Linked DNA regions of Mus musculus: regions 1, 2, 3 and 4 are each linked to region 5. Evidence: chromatin contacts called from public HiChIP or PLAC-seq and promoter capture Hi-C data. All regions are on one chromosome and are shown on one strand. Each heading gives the region's core, a stretch centred on a gene start, on an enhancer-like site or on the middle of the called end of the contact. The rest is flanking DNA. Distances are from core to core; before and after follow the strand shown. Region 1 holds the start of Jak3 (Janus kinase 3). Region 2 holds the start of Mvb12a (multivesicular body subunit 12A). Region 3 holds the start of Colgalt1 (collagen beta(1-O)galactosyltransferase 1). Region 4 has its middle 9.0 kb from the start of Gm35572. Region 5 holds the start of Cyp4f18 (cytochrome P450, family 4, subfamily f, polypeptide 18).

What was found. Promoter capture Hi-C pulls out the DNA fragments that hold promoters and counts their contacts. HiChIP or PLAC-seq counts read pairs in DNA pulled down with a chosen protein or histone mark. Capture Hi-C pulls out chosen DNA fragments and counts their contacts.
Region 1: a promoter capture Hi-C map of adipose tissue shows a contact between it and region 5. The contact joins the promoter of Jak3 here to the promoter of Cyp4f18 in region 5. A contact is called at or near these places in 1 of 115 datasets of contacts at active chromatin or transcription factors (large pre-B cells) and 3 of 9 other capture datasets (adipose tissue, liver and macrophages).
Region 2: a promoter capture Hi-C map of embryonic stem cells shows a contact between it and region 5, with 3 times the contacts expected there. The contact joins the promoter of Mvb12a here to the promoter of Cyp4f18 in region 5. A contact is called at or near these places in 4 of 39 promoter capture datasets (embryonic stem cells, hippocampal neurons, pre-B cells and 1 more).
Region 3: a contact with region 5 is called in a promoter capture Hi-C map of pre-B cells, with 2.1 times the contacts expected there. The contact joins the promoter of Colgalt1 here to the promoter of Cyp4f18 in region 5. A contact is called at or near these places in 4 of 39 promoter capture datasets (the SN4741 cell line, hippocampal neurons, pre-B cells and 1 more).
Region 4: a contact with region 5 is called in an H3K27ac HiChIP or PLAC-seq map of acute myeloid leukemia, with 5 times the contacts expected there. The contact joins the enhancer-like site here to the promoter of Cyp4f18 in region 5. A contact is called at or near these places in 9 of 39 promoter capture datasets (the 3T3-L1 cell line, the HPC-7 cell line, cranial neural crest and 6 more), 1 of 15 datasets of contacts at CTCF or cohesin (pro-B cells), 2 of 484 Hi-C or Micro-C datasets (Sertoli cells and cerebellum), 5 of 115 datasets of contacts at active chromatin or transcription factors (the 230-238 cell line, acute myeloid leukemia and embryonic stem cells) and 2 of 9 other capture datasets (adipose tissue and macrophages).

Annotation. Positions count from the first base shown.
Region 1 is chr8:71,675,109-71,677,808 of GRCm38.p6, forward strand. Jak3 (Janus kinase 3) reads left to right here and starts at 1,275. Exons shown (of 25, transcript NM_010589.6): 1 at 1,275-1,475.
Region 2 is chr8:71,541,646-71,544,345 of GRCm38.p6, forward strand. It overlaps Mvb12a (multivesicular body subunit 12A), which reads left to right and starts at 1,285. Exons shown (of 9, transcript NM_028617.2): 1 at 1,285-1,412; 2 at 1,488-1,586; 3 at 1,742-1,838. The coding sequence starts at 1,329.
Region 3 is chr8:71,609,629-71,612,328 of GRCm38.p6, forward strand. Colgalt1 (collagen beta(1-O)galactosyltransferase 1) reads left to right here and starts at 1,396. Exons shown (of 12, transcript NM_146211.3): 1 at 1,396-1,816; 2 at 2,456-2,566. The coding sequence starts at 1,572.
Region 4 is chr8:71,745,822-71,748,521 of GRCm38.p6, forward strand. No RefSeq gene overlaps it. Among named protein-coding and RNA genes, the nearest start is that of Gm35572, 9.0 kb to the right of the region's middle. Within about 2 kb of position 1,375, at least 27 of the 459 cell types and tissues checked have an H3K27ac peak or open chromatin away from gene starts, as enhancers often do. A contact at or near this core is called in acute myeloid leukemia, where this site is marked.
Region 5 is chr8:72,008,340-72,011,039 of GRCm38.p6, forward strand. It overlaps Cyp4f18 (cytochrome P450, family 4, subfamily f, polypeptide 18), which reads right to left and starts at 1,287. Exons shown (of 13, transcript NM_024444.2): 1 at 1,240-1,287; 2 at 705-903. The coding sequence starts at 902. It overlaps Gm51535 (a long non-coding RNA gene), which reads left to right. Exons shown (of 3, transcript XR_003947403.1): 1 at 1-312; 2 at 1,345-1,439; 3 at 1,669-2,700.

The DNA.
Region 1 (2,700 bases), core at 25-2,524, 330 kb before region 5:
CATGTGCTTTGAACTATTTGTAACAGAACCCAACAGTTGCCTTTTTCTTCTTTTCTTAAAATTTTTTTAAAATTTATTTTGTAAGACAAGGTTTAGTTGTATAGTCTGAGCTGGTCTGAAACTTTCTATGTGGACCAGGCTTGGCTCAGACTGGCAGCAATCCTCCTGCCTTGGCCTCCTGAGTGGTGGGATTGTCACACATGTGCTACAATGGCCTGTTGGTGTCTTCTTCGTGTCCTACATGGGTAGGGCCAGAGAAGGAGCTATGCTGGTGGCCAGTAACAACCCAGCCATACTCCTACCTCCATCCAGCTGTTTTACATGGCAACTGGGATGAAATCTCAGGTATTGGTGCTTATGCAAATGTTCCACCCCTGAGTCGTGTCCCCAGCCCCTCACTGGGGGATTCTAGGTAGGAGCTCCACCAGTGAGCTGTGTGGCACATATTGGTTTGTTCTGCCAGTCTTCTGCCTCATCGTCTGCATCACACCTGCTATCTCTTCACGTTTCCATTCCTGGCATCTGTTTCCTCACGTCATCCTCTCTCAGACAGAGGCCTGACCTGCTGTGTGTGGTGTTAAAGGACTTGTGGATGCTCTGGGTCCCAGGCACCCACCAGGAGGGGCATCTGAGAACAGAACTTGGCATGCTTTAGGGAAGCACAGCTGCACAGTTCTCTCCCCCAGGATCACTCTTAGTTCTACCCCATGCAGCAGACACTGCCACTGGCAACAGATGGGTAAACGGAGGCACCAGGGTGCATAGCCAGGGATGGAGGACTGGAGAACGGGCTCCTGCCATCACCATCTGAGGCCTAGGAGTTCTTTTCAGAATCCTCCAAGCTGTACCTGTGGGTTCCAGTGATGGAACTCAAGTCGATTTGTGTGGCGATAGCGTATACTCCTCAGCCTTCTAGCAAGCCTCATCTCATAGCTTTTGAGCAGAATAAAAGGCGAGGTTTTCAGAGGAAGTGGGGGCACGCCCAGCAAGCAGGTGGGCTTCCCAGGAGAAGGCCCCTCTTAGTTCATTAGGACTGGAGGCCCAGAGGTTTGGTTTTTTTCCGCCCGTAATTTTTTTTTTTAAACATTACGCAGTGTGTCTTTTAGGAGGTTAAAGGTTGGAGGCGGAGTGGAAACTGAAGCCTGAAATGTGTTCTAGCCGCAGCAAGTCCCTGCCCGGGCTGGCTCAGGTTGTTCCAAGGACATGCAAAGACAGGAGCCCGAGGCGGGGAGTGCTCTGTAAGCTCAGGTCCCCAGCAGCACCCCAGCCTTTCTGTCTCTGCACAGCTCCCACCCCAGAAGGGTGGCCTGCGGCACAGGTTTCTAGTCTCCCCCGGGCTTCCCGCCCCGCCCCGCCCCCAGGGCGCCCTGACTTTCCGTAAATGACGGCGGCCAGGAAGCTCAGGGGCCGCACAGGAAGGAGCAGGGACTTTCCTGTCGCAGCCTCGGCTGTCCTTTGCCTCGGCACAGCTGCAGGTAGGAGCGCGGGGCACAGGTTCAGGGCGCGGGTGTGCGGGCGCGGGAGCGGGAGCGGGGCGCTGCCTAGACACCGCATTGGCGGCTCAGCAGCGCGCATGCGCGGCGGGCTCCCCAACCCCACCCTCCCTGTTCTAGGAGTGGGGAAGTAAAGGGCCTGAACTTTCCATTTGGTATAATCTCATACTTCTTTAATATTCGTGTCCGCTTTGTTGTTTTATGTCTTATATTTTGAGGATGGCTCTCCGTCCGTAGCCCTGCTGGCTTAGAAGTCACTATGTAGCCCCAAACTCATAGCAATCCTCCTGCAGCCTTCCCAGGAGCAAAAGAACAGGGAAGACAATGTTGATGGTTTTATTTTTGTACACTTCTATAACATTTTAATCTGTTTTATTCTGCGTGTGTGTGCGTTGCACATGTTCCGAGGTCAGAGGAGTGGGTTCGCGCCTTCTAACATGTGGATCCTGGGGACCAGCAGGCTAGGTGGCAAGCGCGTCTTTACTCCCTAAGCCATGTTGGTCACCCTAATTTGTTTCTTGAGACAGGGTCTGACCTTGAACATATAATGACAGTTGTGTACCACCACCTCTGGTAATAGGTTAATGACTTCTTCAGTTCTCGATTTGAGACAGGGTTTCTCTGTGTAGCCCTGGAACTCACTCTGTAGCCCAGGTTGGCTTCCAACTCACAGAGATTCACATGCCTCTGACTCCAGAGTGCTGGGATTAAAGGCATGCACCACCACCACCGCCAAGCTAGATTTTTTTATTTTTTAAAATACAGTCTCATGCGCTGGCCTGGGACTTCTCTCTCTCTCTCTTTCTTTTTTCGAGACAGGGTTTCTCTATGTAGCCCTGGCTGTCCTGGAACTCACTTTGTAGACCAGGCTGGCCTCCAACTCAGAATCCACCTGCCTCTGCCTCCCAAGTGCTGGGATTAAAGACGTGTGCCACCACTGCCCTTCTTGGCCTTGGCCTTCTAATCTTCTGCCTCCCCCTCTGGAGTTTTCTGGTCAAAAGTGTGTGCTGCTATGCCTACTTTTGTTGTCTTATCATGGGAGGGGTGCACATGAAGAGGCCAGAGGGCAAATTTATGCAGTTAGCATACCCTTTTCACAGCTTTGTTTGGACTTGGTTGTGAGCCTTCTTCCTGGCCTTGAGGACTGGTCTGAGCAGCTGAAGGGCTGTTTCCTGCCTTTTCTCTCAGGCCCAGGCCCCACCCCTTG
Region 2 (2,700 bases), core at 35-2,534, 470 kb before region 5:
ACCGACCAAAACAAACAAAAATAACCAGAACAACAACGAAACCCCTAGCTTGCTAGTGAACTGGCCTCCAGGGCGATATTATTTGTTATTTAAGTCAACAGCTGCATAGCCACAATGATCTCTTTGGTCAAAATCCTAGAACAGAAAGTGTTTCAAACTTCTTCTTTCTACTCTATTTTTTTCTTTTTTTGGTTCATTTCCTTTTTGCTAGTATTTAAAGTATTTTTTTTGTTTTGTTGGGGTTTGTTTGTTGTCTGTTTGTTTAAAGCAGGGTATCCTGTAGCCCAGGTAGACCTCGAATTCCTGCAATAGAAATGATTAAGGCATCACTTTCTTGTTCTGACTGACTTGTGTCTGCCTAGACACTCTCAGTCTCCCACGCACTAATAGCCACACCTGTCTTGGCAACAGTCTGGGGACTATCCTTGTCCCTGACCATGTCTAGATGTATTAACGACAATGTTTGTGTTAGCTAAAACCTAAACCTAAAATAACTACAGGAAGTGTAAATCATAAATAATTGTCTTGTGTCTGGAAAATACTGCAATCTCTGCAAAAAAGACGGATGTTACAAGGTTACTCAAGACCCTGATAATGATACAATTGTGGTTCTTAAGTGTTTTGCTTTTAAAAATGCTGTACCCCTAAGCTCTGGCTACTCTACATGTGGCTATTATTAAAGGACTCGTGTAGGTTTTTTTGTTTGTTTGTTTGTTTGTTTGGTGTTTTTGGTGTTTTCGAGACAGGGTTTCTCTGTGTAGCCTTGGCTGTCCTGGAACTCACTCTGTAGACCAGGCTGGCCTTGAACTCAGAAATCTGCCTGCCTCTGCCTCCCAAGTGTTGGGATTAAAGGCGTGCGCCACCATGCCCGGCTACTCGTTTAGTTTTAATTGGCTTAATTAGACTGGTTATCAGTCTAACTATCTCGTATGGTTTTTTCACCATCTTGTATGCGCCTCTTTAAGTCCCTGAAATGACAGGCTATATCTACCAGGCCTCCTCTCCAGACCAGTTAAGTTTCCTTGCAGAAGGCAGGAGTCACAGGGTGATGCCGCACAGCATTCTGGGGAATGTAGTCCCGTCCGGAAAGTGAACGCCCCCTCCGCACACTGGGTAGTGATTTAGGGGCGGGAGTTCTAATCTTTTTTCCGCAAACGTATCTTAAGCGTCCAGAGGGCGGGTCTCCACGGTTACTTTGGACTGGTCAGCAGTGCTTGCGCATGCGTACTAGCTGCTTTGCGGAGCACTTTCAAAGGTGTTCTGGGAGTTGTAGTCCGAGGTTCCGGTCCCTCCGAGGGCTGTAGCTGCCTTCTGAGCTCCCAGGAAGGATGGATCCCGGGACGGACTCGGCGCCGCTTGCTGGCTTGGTTTGGTCGTCGGCCTCGGCGCCGCCGCCGCCGGGTTTCAGCGCGGTAAGTGGGAGCGCGCAAGGGTTGCGGGGACGGGCCAGGAAGGGGACGAAGTCCGATGACCTGTGCGTCCCGCAGATCACCTGCACCGTGGAGGGCGGGACGGCCAGCTTCGGCCGAGGCTTCGCGCAGAAAGCCGGCTACTTCCTGTGCCTGAGCACGCTGGGCATCCCGGAGGTGAGCACGGGTGGCCTGAGCCTGAGTTTGCCCCGCCCCTCGCCCTGCCATCCTCGACCCTTCTCCAACTCTCTCCCACCCTTACTGCTCATACCGTTGACCTTTCCCCTCCCCTCTGACTGCCCCCTTCCACCTGCCCCCTCTCGTGCTCCCAGAACCCTCAGGACAATGTGGTAGTGGACATGCAGATCGTGATGGACAAGGGCCCACTGCCGTCAGGCTTCTCTGCAGTCAACGACCCTCAGGATATCAGTAAGATCCGTGGGCACGGGAGAGCGGCAGGCACAGGGAACGGCTGCTAGTGTATGTTTGGAATAGGACTTAGCTGAGCAGGAAGGCACAACCTGTAAATGCAGAGCTCCGGAAGCTGAGGCAGGAGGATGGTGGCGAGTTCAAGGCCAGCCTAGGCTACAGAGTGAGGCCTTTATCTCAACCCACTACTCCAGAATTAAATAGTTGACACATACCTGTCTTAGCATTCAGGCTGAGGCAGCTTTGTATCCAGCCTGGGCTACAGAATGAGACCTTGCCTCAGCTCTTCCTAAGAATTTGAGCATAGTGGGGCATACCTGTCACTACATGAAACCCCGCCCCTAAACAAACAACAACCACCCCAGATGTCTTTGGCATACCCACCCTCTTCCTCACTGCCACTGGTCCCTGCTGCTTGTCCTCTGCTTCTGTGGCGGAGTGAGTCCTCCTGGCCATTCTCTTTTCCTTTCCAGGCTCTTGCACTGCGAGTCCACCTGGAACTGGCTTCCCCTGTTCTCTGCATAGCTCAGCCTCCCCTCTCCCTTCTCCCCTGCCTGACCCAGCTGCCCGCCTCCCCGATGGTGCTTGGTTCTCTCGGTGTCTTTAGTGACCGCTGGCAGGCTGCCGTGCAGAGGGTCAGGTCAGTGTGCAGACAGAGGAGGCGTCCACAAATTCTCCTATCCTCCTTTTGCAGCTGTCTCTTGACTTAGTGTTTAATTGGTTTGGGGGGACAGGGTCTCAATGTGTAGCCTCAGCTGGCCAGAGCTTCAGTCCCATGGATTCGTGGGACTGAGCCGTTGTGACCAGCCCCTTGTAATCTGCAAAGTGTGGAGACTGCTGTTCTTCATCCCAGTACTTGAGA
Region 3 (2,700 bases), core at 146-2,645, 400 kb before region 5:
GGGTTCAAATGGGAATCACTCCTTTTACAGAAGGACATTGTGGGTGGTGGTTGTACACACCCTTTCTCATTCTCCCTTCCCCCACCGTGATGTCACTCAATCCTTGGGGCCAGTCAGCGAGTGCAGCTCCCCAGTAAAACTACCCATCTTTAATATAATCGAATCTGGCATAAATTGGCTCATTTCACCAGTGGTGGAGAAATAACCTATCAGGAGATGTCTTGTGGACCCTAGGGTCCTCTAGAGGCTAGGGACCAGAGTAGGAAAATCTATGTGGATTTTACCAGTCTGCTGGCCTGGTGGTATATGCCTGTCCCAGAACACAGGAGAATGAAGCAGAAGTATAGCTGTGAATTTATAGAGTGAGCTTGCCGAGTAAGAACCTGTTTTAAAAACAAACCAGGAGAAATGGGCTAGTGGGATGGTTCTGTAGGTAAAGGTGCTCAGACCTGAGTGGTGTTCTATTTCCAACACCACACAGTGGTTGACAACTATCCGCAACTCCAGTTCTAGAGGAGTTGATGCCCTCTTTTAACCTCCTTGGAGAACAGGGACACACACACACACACACACACACACACGTTATACAGCCGTACATGTAGGCAAAACACTGAAACACAGAAAATGAAAACAACAGTAAGAGCAGGAAGGGGCGCACACAAGCCATTTTTTTTTTTAAGATTTATTTGTTATTATAACAATAGTACACTGTAGCTGTCTTCAGACACACCAGAAGAGGGAGTCAGATCTTGTTACGGATGGTTGTGAGCCACCATGTGGTTGCTGGGATTTGAACTCTGGACCTTCGGAAGAGCAGTCGGGTGCTCTTACCCGCTGAGCCATCTCACCAGCCCCACACAAGCCATTTTTAAGAAGGCCAGAGGGCAATACAATTTGGGGACTGAGGATTCTGGATCCTCAGACATGGTAGCAAGCGATTTTACCCACTGAGCCATTTCGCTGGCTTTTTTTTTTTTTAATGATTTTTCGAGACAGGCTTTCTCTGTGTAGCCCTGGCTGTCCTGGAACTCACTCTGTGGACCAGGCTGGCCATGACCTCAGAAATCCGCCTGCCTCTGCCTCCCAAGTGTTGGGATTAAAGGCGTGGGCCACCACTGCCCGGCTCGATGGCTTCTTAAATGGAGCAACGAACAAACAAAAATAACCATGTCGCAACCTTGGAAACTGAGATGACATGGTTCTAAATAGAAGAAGCTTCTGTAAAGAGCCACCGCGTGAGATTAGAGGGCTCCAAAACAGAACACTCTCAGGGCGTGGTCAAAGAACTGTCTGTGTCTTTAAAGCTCGAGCTAGGGGCGGGGCTTCCGGAACCTCCCCGCAAGTGACGTCTTGTGACCGGGTTATTGCGGTCGGCGGAAAGCAGTGGAAGCTTTTAAAGGCGTAGCCTTGTCATGCCTCTCTCCAGGACTCACAGTATGACCCGCGGGCCACTTCCCTTTAAGGAGCGTGTCAGGGGTGGGACCTGGATGTGTCCTTCCCGCCGCCGACTCCTTTAAGGCGCGGCCCTCGTCCCCCGGCAGAAAAGCTGCTTAAAGGCGACGCGTGGCGCGATGGCGGCGTTGCCACGCGGGTCACGCGGGCTGCCGCTGCTGCCACTGCTCCTACTGCTGCCGCCGCTGGGCGGCCCGCGCGGCGCGGACGGCTACTTTCCAGAGGAGCGCTGGAGCCCCGAGTCCCCGCTACAGGCGCCGCGCGTGCTCATCGCGCTGCTGGCGCGGAACGCGGCACCCGCGCTGCCCGCCACGCTGGGCGCCCTGGAGCAGCTGCGCCACCCACGGGAGCGCACGGCGCTGTGGTGAGCTGCGGGCCCTTGCGCGGTGCACCGGGACTAGGCGGGACTCAAGTCTCTACCGGAGGGAGGTTGCTATGCACTTGGGCTCGGCTGTGCGCTGCGGAGACTCGGTCCTCTTTCTGAGGACCTGAGTTATGTACCCCAGGGATTACGCACTTGAGGGGGCTCGGCTCTATATCCATAGTGCCCGGGCTCGTCCCCACTGCGGCTTGGGACCCCAAGCTGCTGCCTCCTCCCCTCAGGTACTTAGGAATCTGTTCTGATTTGCTGCCAGCCCTCACAGCGAGCTACCATCCTAGAACCTCTGACTCCTTAGAATGGGCCAGGCTGGTGCTTCCAGACCCTTATAGCGAACTCCGGGACTTCCAGATAAGATTCCTGAGGCTCGGGCCAGCATTCCACGCTAACAAAGTTAATGAACTTATCTTTGTGACAGGGTCTCACACCAATGTGCTTTCCAAACCAGCAGGTTCTGTTCAGTTGTGTACTAGTGAGCTGGGTGTCATCTTTACTCCCCTGTCACCGATGGATGGGCAACAGGCTTGGAGTGTAGCGAGTTTTATCCAGGGTGTTATAGCTGATGGGTCTGAGCCAGGTTGGGAAACCCCCAGTGCCATCATCTTGTCCTGTCTGTGCTCACAGGGTGGCCACAGATCACAACACTGACAACACTTCAGCCATACTTCGAGAGTGGCTGGTGGCAGTGAAGGGTTTATACCACTCTGTGGAGTGGCGACCGGCAGAGGAACCCAGGTGAGCCTCAAATCCCCGACTGGAGTACTGAAGCTTGGGAAGGTAGGATCTAGAATGCTCCAGTTCTATCGTCAGCTTCCCCACCAGGTCCCTATCCTCTCAGCAGACCTTTGTCCCGTTGTCCTTCACTCCAT
Region 4 (2,700 bases), core at 125-2,624, 260 kb before region 5:
GCTGACTTTCTTGCCCTCCTCTGCCCACAGCCTGGCAGGGCTACAAGCATTATGAGCAAGAAACCTTATCAATATCCTTCCGGTTTGGGATGGAGCTTGCTGACCTAGCTCTGTTAGTTTTCCCCGTTAGCCTTATGCCCCAGGGACTAGACAGAACCTATCAACAGACCTTTCTGGACTTTCCCATGGGAGACAGTCCCTGTTAGGTACTGGGTGGGCAGCAGTGTAACCCCTGGCCACCAGTTTCCAGGCAGCCTGTTGGCAAACAAACCAGGGCTCCTGCGCCTGCAGTTGACAGGCACACTGGAGTCACCTCCCAGAACGCAAGCTCTAGGAGGGGTAGTTTTCACTGAACCTGGCTGTGGGCAAGTTTCTGTGGTATTGGGCATGGACCCAAGGGTGCATGTCTGAAGGCTCATGTGTATAAATGTGTGGCAGAGCTTGCATGAGGGCATGTTTGTATGATCTTGTGTGCACAGGGCAAGTGTGTTTGTGTGTGTACTCACGAGCATGTGCATTTGTGGGTCCACAAGTAGTGTGCAGTCAGGTCTCATTTGGCAGATGTTTTTCAATGTACATCATTAGTCTTTGTTGTCATTTTGCAAATATCATGCAGCAGACTAAGTATCTACACCATCACTAGTTGATGTCATCTGCATGACCCCCTGTTGATTCTATAGGCCATCTTTGATTGAAGGCCAACAGGCAGTGAATAACTGGCATGTAGGTGTGTTAAGGCATGTAGGTGTAGACTGATTAAGGCATAGAATTTCAGTTTGAGTCCCTGTGTTTCTCACACAAAATGTTCTTGAACTCTGGTGTCACCACCTGGAACTTTCTATGATTGAGTTTCAGAGTGGCCTGAACTGCCAGGCAAGTATGGCTGTGAACCCCATCCCAACCCCTTACTGTTCCTACAGACTCCCAACCCTGTCCTTGCTGAATGAAGCAGGGTCTGTCTAGTTGTTGTCCAGGCTGGCCTAGAACTAGGGATCCTCTTGTCTCAGCCTCGCAAGTACTGCTATGCATTACCAAGCCTATTTCTTACTTTTTGATCAGTGGGATTTGTTCGACTTTCCATTTTGTTAGTGTGTAAGTGTTAGTGTTCTGTGGAGCTCACAGGACACATTGTGGGAGTAGGTGCTCTGCTTCAAGCAGAGGTGATCCTAAAAATTCACTTCTTTTCAGACTCGGTGGGCACTGTCACCTGCAGTGTTGTCCTCCCTCTGTGGTCCAGGCCATCCTCAATATAAAAGTGTGAACCTGTCACAGGAAGTTTGTGTGGCATTGTAGGTTGTGGTATAAGCCTGCTACTATGACCAAGATCAGAAGCACATGGGTCTCCTGACCCTCTGTATCTTGTCACCCAGAAGCAGCCAGCAGCCAGCAGTCAACAGTCAGCAGCCAGCAGCCAGCAGCCAGCAGTCAGCTAGCTTCCTGTGTGGCTAGCTGGGTTTTAGAGAATGGAATACACACCCTGAGTACTTCCACTTTATTGAAATTGTGTAAAATTCATGATTGAAAGCAGACAGTTCCTCAGTAGTTCAGTGTTGTGCAACCCTCACAGCTGTCCATTCCAGAACTTGTCCATAGCCCTAGAATACCCATCACTCCAACCCCTGGCAGCCTCTGTTCTGCTTCCTGCCTCAGTGGACTGGCTTGTTCTGGACATTGCTTGTCAGTGGGGGTACACACACACACACACACACACACACACACACACACACACTGTCTGTGCTGGGATATTTCTTTGTTTTTGTCATGCAGACCAGGCTGGCCAAAACTCCCTATGTAACCAAGGATGTCCTTGCATTCCTGATCCTCCTGCTTCCACTGCCCCAGTGCTGGGGTGGCAGGTGCAACCACCTTCAGACTACATTTTGGGGGATGGAACCCAGGACTCCACATGCTGGGTAGTCACCCTGCCAGCTGAGCAATAGCCACATCATGTTTCCTAACTTCACCCATGTGCTGTGGACTAGTGCAGCATTCCTACTGTACCTGAGGGCTGTTCCCCCTGTGGTTGGACTATATTTTATTTATCCATTCATCATTAGTGTGTTTCTGCCTTTAAATGCAAGCCACACTGCATACAGTCCCATCCTGGGATTTGAGTTCCTGAGCTTTGGGGTGTAGAAGAGCAGAATTGTCAGGTCTGTGTGTAGTGTTTGGGGGCCAGTGTTTTTCCAGTTTTGTGGTTCCATCTAAGTATCAGAGGGTGGTACCTTTTGGTACCTGTGCTATGTTGAAGTTGTCCATCCTCTAGCTATGGCTGCTGTGGTGGTTTCTAGCTCAGGGATCTTAGAAACACAGTGCTGGGGATGTTCACCTGCCTCCTCTTTGTTTCTCTAGAGAGATTCATGGAGGGTGGGAATGACTGGTATCTGCTGGATTAAAATGATTAACATTTAAACCAGCTTCCAGGGGCCAGTGAGATGGCTCAGCAAGTAGAGGTGCTTACTGCTAAACCCAGTGATCTGAGTTCAATCCCCAAAATCCACATGGTGGAATCCTGCAAATTGTCCTCTGATACGCACTTGTGCATCCTGACACAGGTGCAAACACAAAATATGGAAAGAAACAAATGTCCCAAGGCCTGTGGTGTACAACTGGGACCCTAGCACTCAGGAGGCAGAGGCAGGACCTAGACCACAGGACCTTGGCTGGTCAGGCCACAGTGTGAGACTGTCTGAAACTACA
Region 5 (2,700 bases), core at 37-2,536:
GCTCTGGCAGAATCTCTATGGCCCTCTGTACACCTGGCACTGTGCCACTTAAAAGAAAGCAAATGTCTCCAAATCACACAGAGGGAAAACCAGATGGAAGTCTATGCTCAAAGTGTGCTGTGGAGGATGGGTTCTGAGAAGGCTTCCAAAAGAGGAAGTGAGAGGCTAGATCATATCTAGATTGAGCAACATAACTCACTGGTACATCTCAGTGGAGAAGCCAGACATAAGAGGAAGACGCTGAAGAATGGGGAGTTAGGAAATCAGCCCTCAGAGCTCCCCTGGACCGTCTATGCCCCTGGGTGTGTCTGGGTAAGGATTGTAGGTCATTTCTGTGACCAGTGGGAAGCCAGAGATGAGCTGAAAACAAATGGTATAGTGGAGATTGGCTCTGGTCTCCCCTCAGGAGACCTCAAGTCTAGCACAACAGAACCTGGGAACACCAAGGTCCTTACTCTGTTGGAGTAAGCCTTGCTGGAAGCCCTGCAGCATGCCCACATCTGCAGAGAAAACAGGCTGGAGAAGTACTCAGAGAAGACTCCGTGTGGGAAAGGCTCAGGACAGTGCATCTGTAAATGATTGCACTTTGAATTCTGCTGTTCTAGTCCAGCACACCTCTGTGCCCAGCTCCCTGGGCTCTATTCAAGGCTCTTCACAATTCCTTTTACCCTGAAACCCCAGACCCACCTTATTACCACACTCACCAGGCCTAGGTGTCCCAAGATCCAGTTTCGTTTGGGAGGCTGTGGGAAACAGCGGAGGCGAAGAGAGTTCTCAAAAACACCATAAATCGGTGTAAGGATGTAAGCCAGAAGGCAGGAGGCCCCAGCCAGCAACAGCAACAGCCATGGAGAGGCTGCTGTGTGGCCCAGGCCCATCCAGGACATGCTCAGCTGTGACATCCTGCAGGGCAAATGCACACAGGATGAAATCCTGGGGCATGGAAGAGGGACAGTGTGGTCTAGGGCAAAGGACAGGGATAGGGAATTAGAGAGTTGGGGATAATGCCTGGGGAGGAAGGGAGACCCAGGGCAATCTATGGGAGGAGGCAAGGAGGGGAGAAGAGGGGAAGAAAGGGGAAGAGAAGGAGATAGAGAGAGAGGAAATGAAAGAGGATGGAGGAAAGGGGTTGATTAGAGTCTAAACCATGGACTATTAGCCAGAAATCAACATCTGCTTCTGACTTCCTGTCCTGCCCCAGCCTAGGACCTCTCAGCCCCAATGGCCCTAGTCTGGTACCTTCTCTCAGGAGCACTGTGTTTCCCAGGTCTGTCTCTCCCCTTCTCTGACTCCTGACCAGGGGCACCTAGAGAAGTCTAGGCTAGACCAGCCAATCCCTTGCAGGCCCAGCTGCCTCTCCCTGCCTGGATAGGTGGCCATCATGTGGGGGCGGAGCCAATTTGAAGCAGAGCAAGACTGCACTGTCAGAGTCACAAAGAGTGAGTACCAGGTCCTCGGGACTTCACACCCCTTGTGTAAGGACTTTGGAGGAAGCGGTGGATGGTTTCATGAAGATAAAATACCAAAAAGAGGGTGTGAGAAAACAGGCTGGTCACCACTGTGGGACTCTGCTCTTGGTAAGAGTGTGAGGAAAGTGCTGTAGCTCCTCTCCCTAAATTATGCCTCCTGTGCCCTGGCTAGTCTACATAAACTGTCTGCTTTCTTCAGGTGCCCAGGATCCTCACACAGCCTGTAAGCAGTCTGGACCAGAATCCCGAGTGTCAACAGAAGAACAAACTGAAACTCAGAGAGGGCAAGCATCTAAGCCAAGTTGCACAGCCCAAAACAATCTTAGGTTTGTCAGACCCTAAAGCCCAAAGCTTTTTCCCTCTACAATGTTGTCTCACCCTACTGAGAACAGTTCCCTCTCAAGAGAGGGGCATTGACAGTGCTGGGATCTCAAGGCATGAGGTGGTTCCATACCAGAAGCACCCTGAAACATTGTTAATGGCCATCTGTTTTTCCTCCTATACCCAGTATACTCTTCCCAGCAGACTGCCTATTCACTTCCTGGCCTCCTGAGATTGCTCTGTAGGTATTGAAGAGCTGGCTCCAAATACAGCTGCTGAGAAAGAAGATGAGTAAGAGATAACTCCCTCTACATCCTCAGTGCCTCCTCCAGCCAGACAGCCAGGATGTCAGGTGGCTAGAGCCCTCAATAGAGTCACAGTGTCCTATGCCTGTCATCCAAACACTTGAGAGGCTGAGAAAAGAATGTAGTTCAAGGCCCACTTGGGCTACAGTGAAAGCCTCCACCATCATTCCAACTCTCTTCTGGCCTCCTTGAGTACCCACACTCACATGTACATATCCACACAAAGACACGAACATACATACACACAATTTAAAATAAAAATCATGGTGATTCATATCTTAGTCACTGTTCTATTGCTGTGAAGAGACACCATGGCCAAGACAATTCTTAGAAAAGAAATCATTTAATTGGGGCTGGCTTACAGTTTCAGAGGTTCAGTCCATTGTCATCATGGTGGAAACATGGCAGCACACATAGCAGTGGAGCAATAGCTGAGAGCTTTACATCCTGGCCCACAGATAGGCAAGCAGAGAGAGAATGGACCTAGCATGGGCTTTTGAAACCTCAAAGCCTCCGTGACAGACTTCCTCCAACAAGGACAAACTCCCTAATGATGACAATACTTTCAAACAGTTCCACTTCTGGGGGTCTGTGATGGCTATTTC